2 separate regions of the Gasterosteus aculeatus genome follow, and region 1 is linked to region 2. Evidence: chromatin contacts called from public Hi-C data. All regions are on one chromosome and are shown on one strand. Each heading gives the region's core, a stretch centred on a gene start, on an enhancer-like site or on the middle of the called end of the contact. The rest is flanking DNA. Distances are from core to core; before and after follow the strand shown. Region 1 overlaps LOC120830349 (transmembrane protein 132C). Region 2 holds the start of LOC120830349 (transmembrane protein 132C).

Region 1 (7,258 bases), core at 3,258-5,757, 58 kb before region 2:
TCAATCCTTCTACCTGACGACCATTCATTTTTATAGTCCATCAAATGTGCTTTATTTATTATTACATCCATATGTTTCTCAATAGAATTTGAATTTTACACTCATGCTGAGACTATTACAGTGATGATGCCTGAGCGCTGGTGCAGAGTAGAAAATAAAATGTAATTATTGCAACAACATTCATATCTTGCAAACTATTTGACATTGAGGCTTGTAATCCGCAGAGCTTAGTAAGTGGCCATTTAATACAGTTCTGTGCGCTGTTCCGGGACCTCGTCAACACTCTGAACTTGAAGGCCGGTATATTATCTTAAGTGGGGCCGCTGCTCTAATAAATGTAGATATAACAAGTTCATTAAGGAGTTGAAGATCCCTTACGCACACTACTTCTCTTTAAATATCCAGTTGCCATGTGTGTGATACGGTTTCACCAACAATATGTGTTTTACTTTGAGCTGCAGCCTCAGCTTCTTTATACTGCCCCTAAAAATGCTTCAGTCACATGGGCCATGTTTTGTCACATTTAGCATAAATAGCTGATAATACCTCTAAACTTTACTTTTCATGCCGGGAAAGGGCTTTGAGATGCATTTCAAAAAAGGTTATTTGGAAACTTCTGTCAGAACTGACAACAAACCAGGTAAAGGCAGTAAAATCCACATTTTTGTTCTACCATTGTACCAGTTTCAGAAAATGGAATCTCCGTTTAGTCTTGGGGCACATTGACCATAATGTTCTTGGTCCGTATCTAGTCGAGGAACAATCATGCATTTTGTGAACCTCTATCCCCTGCACCTTATCAAATCAAGACGGTACGTTCTATAGACGTAATAAAAGCAATGCCTTAATACAGTAAGCTTATAATATAAAAACGTTTTCTACATCACTGCTTTGTTCTTCCCAATAGAGAAGATTTACATTCTGGGAAGTTTAATTCTATTTATCTTATTCTGCAGGAGCTCATAAAAAAGATTCCACTGTTACATTTCAAATAACCTACAGTGCTTGAATTAAAACCCACTTTTAATAGGCGTCAGATTCCCTTTAATTTAATCATTTATTCGTTTCCCCTTTTCTAACGAGCACACAGAGAAAAGGGATGAGTACTATTAATTATACGATGATAATGAACCATGGGCGCAAAGCAAATGCTTCTGGCTTGCGTGTATCAAAGCCGGTTAGTGGATCGTATTTCCGATTAGCTTAACAGCGTTCTGCAGCCTCCATGAGATGAAATATTCAACTCCCACCGTACTCGCTGCTCAAGCTTTCTCCTCAGCCGGTCTCGCAAACTCAAACTGTCACGCATGTGATTGAACGTACATGACAAAAGGCAAACGCCAAATGTCGCCTTAAAAAAGGACACAGCAGAGCTTCTGTGTTGTTTTGATTTATTTCACTCCGTTCATAAACTGTCACTTCATAACAATGTTTTAGTTTTCAGTTTCTAAAAAGAATATATAAGAACACGTTTTAACAGAGCTGTAATAGGCTGCACCAAGAAAGAAGAGACACTGGATCTCCAGACACTGAGAGTAGTTAAAAGTCTATTTGTATTAAGGGGGATAAACAGGGAAAGACGCTCAAGCAAAAAACGGTAGAAGAGCGTAAAGAGAGTAATATTCCATTTGTTTCTTAACTTGCCTCGAGGGACACAGGGCGCAGTCTATGAGTCCGGCCTCAAACTGTGGCATTTCAGTTCCTAGACAACAAAATCCCATCTTGAAGCTAATGAAAATGCTCCATGCAGACAAGCGTCAAAACAAAAGTAAATGCTTTTCTGCAGCGCAACATCCTCAGAGTCCCATCAGCTGAAGTAGGCTCCAAGGTGTAATGGATCCCTAATGACGGCAAGCTTTCATCACCGGTGACCTCAGACCTTTGTGCATCAGACATCGCTTCCCAGTCAGTTCCACTCTATGGCTGTCTCTGTAGCAAAGCTATTTAAGAAGCAATTTGCGATATAATAAATTGCTACTTGTTCCGACAGTTACACTCAATTTTCCCCACATCAAAGCACTCATCTCAGGGCTGGATAACAGGCATTAACCACAGTGAACGGCCAGCAAAGCTGCTGACAACTCAGTCACACACACACACACACTAGGGGGCAGCAGACACTGAGCCCTGGGGCAGTGATGCAAATCCTGGGTGCAGATAAACTCTCCCTCCGCCATCATCCCCTCCACATGCTCCCCCTTGTTGATCTGTGGGTGACATCATGTGACCGTGTGGGCCTGCCCTCGCACCTGCAGGTGCTGTGAAACGGGTAGCGCCTGTCCTCCACGGAAAAGAATCCCTAAAGACCCACAAAACCTGGGGTCCTTTCAGCTCTGCCACCGTTGGCATGGCAACAGAACCCGGGGAGGACACACGACTCATTGACCAGACCACCAGATCAATGGTACTCTATTGCAACCTATGCTTTAGCCCCCTGCTTGTAGGATGTGTAAAGTTAAGCTCTGACTTTGTGAGATACAAAAGCGGGAGGGGAAGGATCAGCTCAATATTACAGCATGTGTTCTGCAAGCAGGTCGGTGGTAAACAAGGACAGCGTGGCCAGGTGTCAAAATTGCAGCGGCAGAGTGGGATCAGTGCTAGCACCTTCTGAAAACCTCGTGCAAAGACTGAAACATCATCACGTAAGTACCGCAGAGACCTTTTTAGTAAATGTCAGACAATAAATGCTAGTAGGCAAACATAAACGCACATGCATACACACTTAAAAATGCACATGGACACTTTCCCAATCACACGCTCACATGCTCACTTAAATTTACAAGTCACACTCCTGCCGCTTGTGTAAAGGGAGCTGCTTTGTTTGTGATAATTACAGTTGAGGAAGTGATGTGGAGGCTGTGTGGGCATGATTGCCTTGTTCCTTACTCTTAATGCAGTGCCAGGGATCAGAAGGGTAAGAGGCAACCAACTTTCCTACTGAGTCCTTATGAGATACATTTTAATTCAGAGACTCCATAAAAACTAAGTGACACCAAAGCACTAGCTATACTTCAACATTAAAAAGCATCTTCTCTCTAGTGTTCAGTTTTAAAAGCATACCTGAGACTAGCTTCCAAATGTGATGAGTTTCAAATATATTGTCTTTCCAAGAATTCTTTCATTTCCGCAGATTATTTATTGCAGATTATGCAAATTATTATATGTGTTATAGCTCTCAAGCTATAAAAGTGCCACGCATTAGAAGTCTGTTGAAAAGCTTATCGCAGCCAATTTGCATTCACTTTGAACAATGTAATAATCTCGCCACCTCATTACTTTGAAAACACAGTAATATATCAGATTCTTTGACTACCTATTTAACGGATCTCATTTTAAAAACGATACTGCAAAAGTATGGACACAAACCTCAATTAAGAGGGTGAATGACTGTAATACAGTCTGCAGATTGGTCTAAACTACTTTAACCGTGCCAGCTCTAGATTCTGAATGTGATGCCCAATTAATCTGTATCAGAAATTTAGAAGCTTTTCATTTAAAAATAAGAAAAAGAGGATTTCATTGATTTTCGAAACTCAAAGCACTATATAAGCACCTCTTCCCAGTACGTGCTCGACTCCCTTTCAGGAGTGCATTAAGGTGTTTAGGCCCCTCTTAATGAACTTAGCGTAAAATTACTACTAGAGCAAAAACACACAGGCACACACACACACACACACACACACACACACACACTTACTCACACAAATATCAGATGTACATTTCCTGACACACCGCATCCACCCTACACACCCATTCCTTTAATCAAACTGCGTATTTGTTGAAATACGGTACGGTAAATAAGGTACACGTAAGACAAATCCTCCAGATGCACATAGTATACACATATCAGCGGGCTTTCTGCGGCAGATTATTCATTGATCAGCAGTTAGGGAGTGTGATGTGAGTGGCTGTCTTGGCAATATCTTGACATTGATCCATAACTGGAAGCACTCGATCATGAAATCTAAAGACTAATTAAAAGACAGAGAGCTTTAATGGCACCAGTCTACATATCCAGCACAGTCATCGTATGCTGCTGGCCATATTGCAGGCAGTGGGGAGATGGAGGACGCTTCTGGAGATCACACTACGAGAGACTAATGACAAGTGTCTGGAAACGTCGGACTGCATCAGCTCCAGCTGCTAGACGAAGATGCTACAGCGGCTTCGCCGTCATCGACAGGCGCGTCAGCTTTGTAAAGCATGCAGATATGCATCGAGCACTGATGGTTAATCAGGAATATGGTCCTGGCATAAATGACAAGGAAGGCGGTGGAGTCATTGCTCAAGTGGGCAGCCTCTGTGGACGTCCTTCCCGCGTGACCTCCGCAAGCCAAAGACGCCTCCCGGTGCCTCACTATCACCTCAGTTTGAAACTCGAATCCGCCCCGCATGCATCGGTCCGTGCGTGAACATACATGTCTCCATGCTGAGTGTGCCTGTGTGCGCGCGCAGGTTCAAGGTGACATGTACAAAGCGCGGCATCTCATCTGGAGGCGGGAGCATGCCTGCTGGTTCTCCTGTGCGGAGGCGCTGAGGGTGCAGCTTCTGACGTCCCGGTGGCCCACTGAGGTGTACGCACCGCCTGATTATATGTCAGGGCTTGTAAGTCCTGCTAAACAGGGGAGAGGAGGGAGCGCCTCATGGTGACATCCTGGGCTTTCCAGCTGGACGTAGTAGCCCGTTAGGCCGGGGGAGCGATAACGGGGGACAGGAAGAGATTGCTTGTCAATGACGCCCCGCTCAAGTGCTGTAGAGGAGACGGGGATGTGACTTGTGCCTTCCCGGTTTGTCTTCTGGTTGATTGAATCTGCTTCTGACTGAAAGCAGAGCTGCCCATTTGTGTTCCAAGTACAGAGTACCACACCGTCAGTTACCTTTTTTTTCTTCCTTGTTCTAATACTGCCTCTACATCGTTCTCAACAGCCCTGGGCCTGTTTTAATAGGCTTATTTAAATATTTCCCCTGTGCAGGTTGGAGAAATGAGAAAGCTTGGTGCCAGACCGGGCATTTCTTTAAGTGGAATAGGCTCCTGTATGAAAGCCAATCATAGTGGAGGCCTAGCTAAGCTGAGGTTAATTGGAGGCAACTGCAGGCCACGTTTTTTTTCTTCCTTTTTCAGTTAGATGAATCTATGGGGAAGGAGCTTATGGGAGAAATCTGACTGGCAAAATGAAGGACCAGTAGAGCTTATCTCACTTTTCTGTGGTCCCTTATCACGAAGATGCATGAGGGAAACATACGATGCAATCCAAACTGAGTGCTTGTTCAATAGATATAATTAGAAGAAAAACTTTGTGGGCGTCAGAATTCGTAGACAATTGCATGTTTACATCTCGCCCCACTTTGCCTCCCTGGCAGAGTGCTACCTGCAGCGAGCACAACTGTGATCCAACCACAGGTATAAACGGTCTGCCGACTCAAGATACTTCTGCACAGGGTACTTCATACATTTAAGAACGGAAACAACGTATTTGTATCACACTGAACCATCACTAAACAATACCAAAAGCTCTCAAGAATGGATTTAAATACAGAGGAGAAGTCTGTTTGATCCAATTGGGTAATTAGCTATATGCCACTATTTACTAATGCTGCTATTGAGCCGCTACCTCCTTCCTGGATTAGCCTTTTGTTGTGCCCCCCTATAATAACGATACTGATTATCACGTTAACGTTTGACGATGTAATTTCCACAAAGCTATTTTTAAATGGATCATCATTTCAAAATATTTGAAACATAGTTTTAACGATCCTCGTGGAGAAGGAACTTTAGGTGTATTGTTGCGGTGCCTGTGGTAGTACTGGTGGTTCCAAATACCAGTACTGGTATTGTACTGAGTACTGTATATACATGTTCATATACGCGTTTGTATTGTATGCGGTGACTGTTTACCCTGTCATTATGTTACTGATTATCAAAATACCGCCGCCCCCCCCCCCTTGACGTTCAGGTTCCTCTTGTTTTGGTGTCCTCCCACCCCAAAAACATGTAAAACTAGGGGACACATAAACTTTTGACTTCACGATTTTTAAAAAGCAGTTTACTGTAAGTAACCACTCCAACAAAAAAAAGATAAGCTCTGGTAATGCAACACTCCAAACATTGGTGGCCTCCATCTAATCCTCTGGGGGATTAAGCTCTTAAGAGTGCAGGATATTCTCTCCTAAACCTTTATAAATCTGAAACACAGGGACTCTCTGGGACACATGCAAACCTCAATCTGTCTCTCCACTGCGCTTACATTATCTGCTACAGTACATGATGTCTTCCACAAACTAATGGACAGCATCCAGCCTGGCCTCATTTAAGTCAATCTGAGCTACCACATAATCAAACTCATATCACCGAAAATGGTTTGGGTCACCGCGTGAGGCCTTCGACAACTGTAACCATAGCAACTTTACGGTCACTTGGTGTAGATGCAAACAGTGCAGATCAGACCTTCCCCATTCGGTGTTACATTATCACGATCTTTTTGTTGAACCGGGGAACGAGCAAATAGCACTCGGTGATTCCTTCTGGATTAAAAAGTAGCGTTAAAAAAAAAAAAAAACGCAGCGACACGTCTGGGCTTCACACATAAGCATTGGGTGCACGTTATTGCTGTCATCAAGCAATGACCAACGAAAGAGCGCCACTGGGTGTATATTATGGAGATTCGGGGTGATTTATGATCAAAGGTGTTAGCATTAAGACAGTCAAGTTAATAATCCTCTTTGGCCCAAATTGGCCCATATAATTTCAGTCTTGATTCATGCAGTATTAAATCATAAGGCCTGTGGCTCATTATCAGGACTGCTGTAACTTTAAAACGCTGAGTAAACAAGGGTTATTTAGCAATGGATTTAGAATCGGGTTTAAAAAAAAAGGGATGCAGCTGGTGATAATTTCTGTAGATGAGTATTTTATTATTTATTTGATTAATCGAGTTAAACAAAGCCTTTGTACGTCATTTGCACCGAGGAAATCTAGTAATCAAGTAGTTTGTATCACGGTTCAAGGCTGGGTTAGGACTCAAGAGAAGAGACTCACATTGGAGATTAAGTTCAATAAAAATGGTTCTCTATTGGTCACCAAAAGTAACAATATCAACTCAAAGCGGCTCCAACCGGGAGCAAGCAAATATCTACAAACGGCAAAGTCGCAAGTCATTAAAGAAACAAGCGGGATTGGCACAGGAGACGTGATGTGCACAAGAGGAAGCACAATGACAGTCTTGCAACGCGAGCGGGGAACACGAGGGAGGATATATGA
Region 2 (7,138 bases), core at 3,344-5,843:
ATCGGGCTTTGGGAACGGTGCTTTGTTCAGTGAAATAATTGTGTACAGTCATAGTCCCCAGAGGATGAATACGAATGATTGGCTATTCCTCTAGCGCCACACTGAGGTTGACATTTTAGGTTTTAATTTGAATGTCTAGACAACTATTGAATGGATTACAAGGTTGTTTTCTTTGTGCAAACATTGGTGATGCTGAGAAGATGAATCTTCATCACATTTTATGATTTTCAAGGTCCAATGAAACCGATTGTTTGGTACACCGTTTTAAACAGGCATTCATGGTCCCCAGAGGCTCCTGCAGACTTTGTTAGTCCTCTGACCTTTCCTCTAGTCCAATCATCATGTGGAAATTGGGAAATTGGGACTTTGAGTCGACTGCCTTAGCCTTATTCTTACTAACCCATTGCATTAGCATTTCATTCCACTTTATTTTATTACCTGTGCACTGTTGTCTTGTCTGTCTACTGTCGCGCACTAACCGCCAAGACAAATTCCTTGTATGTTTGACATATTTTGGCTAATAAATGTTTCCTGATTCCTGATTCCTGATTCCTCAACACTTTTTTTGTGCACATTATTTGTGGGACCCGGACAATGTTAGAACAATTTTGGCAAACCCGTGTGGGGGTTTCATTGAGGTTGGAGTTTGAGTCTGCCTGCAGACACAAACGGATGTTCTCTAGTGTTTTGCAGCACATCTAGCCGACACAGCGCGACTGAAGCACACAGTCTGGCTGTGAACTCGCTCACAGATTTATGAGGGGGAAGTCCTCTGTTCAGACACAACTTTGCACTGATGAGAGAGAGCGCAGACACTGCAACATGCTGACGCAGTGCTTGTGCTCTCTCCCTCATTAGGGGATAGCTGTGTAAAGCTTTTACACAGATTTTCTCCATTCACCTTCCCTAATTATGAAACCTGATTAAATTGAATGTGAGATCATGGCAGTTATACTGAGCCAATAAACACGAGGCCGAAGTGCTTTGTGGGAATATCGTAGGACATTACACCGATGATAGATGAATTCATGGGGGATAAAAAAAGAAAACTTATTTTACTCCGTGATAGGAAAACTACAATCCTCCCACACACACTTTCAGTATTATAAGCGTAAAGGAACAATACACGAGAATTACTTGAGAGTCCACCCACTCAGTGTGTTTACGGTCATTAGCGAAGGACCTCAATCTGACACGCAAACCAGTGGCGTAAAACATTTGCAGTGGTTGTTAATCACACAGCAGACGAGTCCATACTCTGCTTACGTCCTGCTGCTGCTGTGATTGTCTTTTCTTTTCTCCCTTCCAGAAAAAAACCCACCCGAGCTACGCCAAAATTGGATTTTTTGCCAGGGGAAAAATCTGCCTCTTATTAACCGGGTCCTCCATCATGAATCAAAAAAGCACGCCACAACGTAGTCAAAGCGCAGCTGTAAAACAGCCTTGATAAAAATGACCGACAGGCATTACGTCTGTTCTTTTTTCATGTTCACTGATCCATATTCAAACATCATTACCAAGCTAATGCCAACAAACAAGAAAAAAGGATTCCAGGTTTTATCCAATGCAAGTTCCCTAAAGACAGAGACTCAGTTACAACTTAATATTCATATGCTTCTTATACATATATAACTAATGATCTGTTAAGGGTTTGAGATTAGTGGTTCTCAATGAGATTTTCTGAAATCATTGATTGCTATAAAACACCAAGTCAAGAAAAATACAGAATGAAAATATTCACAACAATGCAATTAATTAGCAATTCAATCCCAATTTGATAGAGTGCAACTAACAAAAGAAACATGCGTGACAGTAAAACAGACATACGTGCATTTTAAGTTGCAGAGCATCAACAGAAACAGTGCATAGACTGTTTCCGGGCTGAGAAAGCATGTTTCACATTTAAACTCATACAGATGACTTTTAGTCTATTGATTTGTGTCGTATTTTCTGTGCCTGCAGTAGGAAACCCTCTCTCTCATTTCTTGGTTCATTCTTGCTCAAGGACATTAGTAAAAGTCTGCCAGGGGCAAGAAAAGAGGAGCTGGATGTGTGCCACAGCGCTGGGGTGCAGGACCACAGCAGTGTGTCTTTCAGGGAAAATTACAGATAAACACTCACCGCTGAGAAAGAACCTAAGAACCTCTGCTGGGTTGGTCAAATGTTTTTGTTCCAAAAAATATAAATAACACTACAGGACAAGCCCAATCCTTTGTCGAGGATGTGGACGCGTGAGGACAGACACAGTGGGGACAAGAGGAGTCACGGTGCTGAGAACTTAAAGTTGTAGACTGAAGCCTATCCTTGCTTTATCCCCTTTTGGATCACGTTAAGCTCAAGGATAAGACGAAGAGAGGGAAGATTGGATATTCCACTCAGGAACCCCAGCGAGGTGTCTCCCTGGAACACACCTATAGCAGGTCTAATGAATAGAGAGGACTTTTTTTTTTCTAAATGAATAAAGTAAGGCCTGTTGTCTGATTTTTGGGGGTTTACATCTTCACTTTATTTCGGTGACATTTTACTCAAGAGATTTCTAGGCATTATGTCCTCTCTCTGGGCTGACAAAATGTGTGCTTTTCCAAACAACGGTCACAATCACAACAGAATACCAGACGGTTTCACTCCCTAATTATGGCTTCATTATGCTGTGTAGAGATTTTTCTTCCATGGATTTGATCCTCTCATTTCCTCTCATTGAGTGTGTTATCAATTACCATCACTATTCACAGTGAGACTATGTGCAGCTTTATGACACACCATTTTCAATTAGGAGGATCCTGTGTATGGTCACTGAGATGGCCTTTTGCACATTGCCAACATCATTACCGTGCACCGTCCAGCGGTGAGTCAGCACACATAATAGATGCACTGTCAAATAAGAGTCGTTCTCTGAGCGGTGAGAAAGAAGCATAAACAAGGTGTACGTGCACAACAGCGTGTGAAATGCAGTTTCACATGCAGAGACGGCTCGTTTTTCTAATTGTATATTGAAATCATGTCTAGGTGTTTCTATTATTTGGACTTTTGATTAGCTCTGGGCTGTTATATGAATTTAAGCAGGTGATTATTCTTGGCCTGCAGGCTTAACAGAAAGGCAGACATCTTGTGTTCGGAATAAGAAATATGTTCATTCATTGCAGTTTATCTTAAGTTGAATATTTTTACACCTGCCAAACTGAAAATATCTGAACATAAAGACACAGTGCTGACAAGTGAATTTTTTGGTTTAAACATTTTCCCACAAGACAGAGAAGGGAATCATTTGCTGGACCACCAATGGCCCCCAGATACATTCTGGCTGTTGAACCGAACCAGGTAGAAGCCGCTTTCCTGGACACATTTAAATGATCAGCGTTTTGGCAAGAAGCCGAAAGAAGTATTCCAAAATATATGTCCACAATACATGGTGATTATCACCGCTTATGTCATGTTGTGATTTGATGTCTCACCATTACAGTGCTCTGATTATTGGCGTTGATGTTATAATAAGCTTCAGTTATACTATTCATGAGATAAATGTTATTTAAGGCCAGAGCTGCTCTGCATATGTTGTGCAGGTGCAGTGGGTTCTCCAAAACACACGTCTGAACCAATATTCTAATTCTTGTCACACAGTATAACTTCACCACGCAAAATAGCACCACGTGGCTGATATATTCAGATATGAATTAGAGCAGATTAACTCACTCAGCTGTGGATCAGGAAGCATTTGTCCCAAATTGCTTGAACTATGTGTTGGCGACAGTTCAACTGAACTTATTCATACACACATACCCTCAGTTGTATCAATGGAACAAAAGGTTAATGTAATGATATTGTGCTTACCTGCAAAAAGTAACACCGCCGACTGGAGTGCAAGGATATGCAACATGTTTCTTTGAGTCTGTAGGCAAATATGAATTCCCCCCAAAAATAGATGGAAGTCGAAATGTCTTAATTAAAGTCCGTCTTGCAGTAGGAATTGAAAAATCCTTTTTTCAGGTAAAAATATCTTATGCCTCATCTGGTCATTTTCAAATGAAAGAAAAGCATAGTGCATGTGACCAATTGAAGCGAAAGCCTCTTCACCTGCGTCTTATCTAGTTGTTTCTTTCCGGAAAAAGAGAAGAAACTTGCGCGCCGCTTTGCATCACTCTTTGAAGCATTTCCAGAAGAGACACTCAGGCGCCCGATGGAATGAACCAGTGTTGCTTTACATCTTCACAACGGTTCTCCGAAAACAGTTTTCTCCCCAAACAGACGAATGGAAAACATCTCACTCCCTTGTCCTCACTTCGTCACTTTGTCTCCGCTTCACCAGCCACTTGGCTGCTCTGCAGTGCGTAAAGCGCGACACTTGGGCATGAACCGAAGCGGTCCCCCACCCCCACCCCCCGTTTCCCTCCGCCGCCCCCCGACACTACGTACGGTATAGTATATAAAAGTAAAGACGTTTAAATTCCCACACAGGTCAGCGTATCCACACCCGGGCCACTCCGGAGCGAAACTCCAGCGGCGCGCAGCAGAGCGCGCGGAGCTCTGGTTCCGGAGCCAAACGTGCCGGCGTCCACTTCTAATTCCACTTTGGCACCCGGTGCTTCAAAATGATGTGCGAAAGTCCGCTTTCAAGCTTTCGATGTTTAAATAGACAGGAAATAGGCGACAGTTTCACTGGAGCTTACGCACCGCAGCCGTCCAATGCGCGTCGAGAGAGAGAGAGAGAAAGACAGAGACAGAGAGAGAGCGAGAGAGAGAGAGAGAGAGCAGAAGGACGCCGAGAGCTGTGACAATAAGTGGCACCGACACACATGGAGAGGCTCGGGGCGCCTCAGCAACGCGCCGTTGTCCGAGGAAGGGGCGGGAATACTCATGCGTATGCGCGCCGTTGACCAATTTAATTCACCGTCAACCCAAAAGGCGTCTCAAGGACAGTTCTACCTCAGATAAGACGTGTTTTAACTCTCTTTTCATAGATATTCTTTCCTGGAGAAATGCCTTTCCCTTCCCCACCTTTACCGCTGCCCTCTGTGCACGAAAAAAAAACAACCCAGAATGACTTCAGAAGTTGTTGTTCGAACATGTCCAGTTGATTGCGTGATTACACCACCCGACATGCACCAGTGACCCCGTGTGGCCTGAACTGAACACTGATACCTGTGAAGCAGGAGGACAGAAAGCAAAGGACCCTGTCGGGCGCTGCAACGATCCAATAAGAAACCACGTGACGCATGCAAATCCCCAGTTTGTCGAGCTGTGGTGTCTTTTCTGTAATTGAGCTCCTCATTGTTCATTTATTTTAACACACATAGTCCTACGAGAGGCCATGAATGACATATTCTCAATCACAGCATGCGTCTCCAATGTCACCACCTGCACTTTAGATGCTCTTTTCATAAGGTAACATCGTGCCCTGAACATGAAATATGGAGCGGTACTGCCGCTGGCAGATGTGTCTCTACGGCCGTATCATCTCTGATGCAGCTTCATACGTTACTTTAAACAGCGATGTGGTCGTTTTTGAACAACTCCAAAACGCGACTGTTGCTTCAGAAGGACAAATGAAATGCAATATGGTTTAGTACTGTCATCTGGTAATTGATTACACCGGGAGCCAGGATTTTAGTTTTCTTGTGGGTAGTCCAGGTGGTCAGAGGGAAAAAACAAATAAAAATCCACGAATGCTAAATACAGAAACATTAGATGAGTCACCCACCAGTCTAATCATTATTTTCATGAGAGTTTGTTGCATAGCTTTGCCTGCCTGCCATGCTGTGATCACTGCAAGCGAGGATCTAACATTCTGTTGCTTTCTACTTTAATAGTGAGAAAGCGGCTCATGCTGTCCTGAGATGTAATTAATGTAAAGTATGATTCCACAATGGAAGATCATGTTTATCAATCCCACACTAAAGGCGACAAATACTAACCTCACCATTTTATTACAAAAATGATGTGTACAATAATACTTAATAAAGAGATATAATACATGTTCTGATTACAGCACAAACACAAATTGTACATACTTTAGTTACATGCAAATAGCTTGCAGCTCCTACTTTAAACTAATCTCACATGTCAGTCCACTTTCTCACAAGCCAAGCTTCAGTACATCGGCAAAAGGCCGGTGAAACAGGAATTAAATCACCCAGATCACTACTTACATTCACAGAAACAGTGTGAATACTACTCCCTTAAGCTCCGGTGAAGATGTTTTTGGAGGTAAGAGCAGGTTTCAAACCCTCTCAAACACTAAATCATAGTTACAGCCCAAGCATCTGTCCTTACTTAAGGCATCCTTTCTAGTTCACTTCGAATTCCATTTGCTCCTGAAGGAGCCGAGCTTTTGCTCCCCCCTAAATCTGTGCAATTTGATCGTGGAAACTATTCCACTCTTGTACAGCTGGAAGAAGCATTAGGAGTGTTGATGTAGAGCAGTCACTTCCCTAGCTGTAATGGTTGAGCTGGCACATCACTCACACAACGGCCGGTCGCTGTCCAAAAGCAGCCCGTCTGTAGTCTGACTCTCCAAGCAATCCCCCTAAAGCCCTCACCACACTGCAGGCCGTTCCACAGATGGAAATCAGAGCGAGCGCCAGGATGGCTCGGGTTACATCGCCTGTGTGGCGTCCAGTCATTAAAAAGAAGTAGCTGAAACCCTGTCAGTCCTGCACATGGTAAGTTCATTTCCTCGGCCTTGCTGTAAAAACTCACCATCCCTTTCCGTCCTGAATATGATGAGTCACATTGTATTAGGAACTCTTTGTCTTTGAAATAGGTAGAGCAGTTCTAAAAGAACTGTAGGTGTCTTGACTTGCGCAACGTTTAGATGCGCCGACCTTTTCTGCAGGCAGGTCGCGCGACTTTGATGTCTGAAGAAAGCGATCAGGTCTTTGATGTCTGAAAAAAGATCTGGAAGCTTACACACCTTGAAACCGGGCCGAAGACGTAAATGTCAGATGCACGCACATGCAACACATTGCATTTCCCCTGTCGGACATCGGGCTTCAGATTTTACCTCGGAATGTTTGCAAGTTTAGTTTCCTGCAAGAGAAACTTCCTGGTAGTCTGGGCTACATCTACATTGTGGTGTGTTCCTATATTAAGAGTAGCATACGGGTAGATAGATACACACTTAAAGGGGGTATTTTTGAACCAC

What was found. Hi-C and Micro-C count contacts between places; a contact is called where the count stands out from the background.
Region 1: a contact with region 2 is called in a Hi-C map of skeletal muscle, with 3 times the contacts expected there. The contact joins the enhancer-like site here to the promoter of LOC120830349 in region 2. A contact is called at or near these places in 2 of 6 Hi-C or Micro-C datasets (both in skeletal muscle).

Annotation. Positions count from the first base shown.
Region 1 is chr13:15,779,415-15,786,672 of fGasAcu3.hap1.1, reverse strand. The region is part of intron 3 of LOC120830349 (transmembrane protein 132C); the gene reads right to left. Among protein-coding and RNA genes, the nearest start is that of LOC120830349, 59 kb to the right of the region's middle. Within about 2 kb of position 4,507, at least 1 of the 9 cell types and tissues checked has open chromatin away from gene starts, as enhancers often do.
Region 2 is chr13:15,721,483-15,728,620 of fGasAcu3.hap1.1, reverse strand. It overlaps LOC120830349 (transmembrane protein 132C), which reads right to left and starts at 4,593. Exons shown (of 9, transcript XM_040194921.2): 1 at 3,829-4,593. The coding sequence starts at 3,874.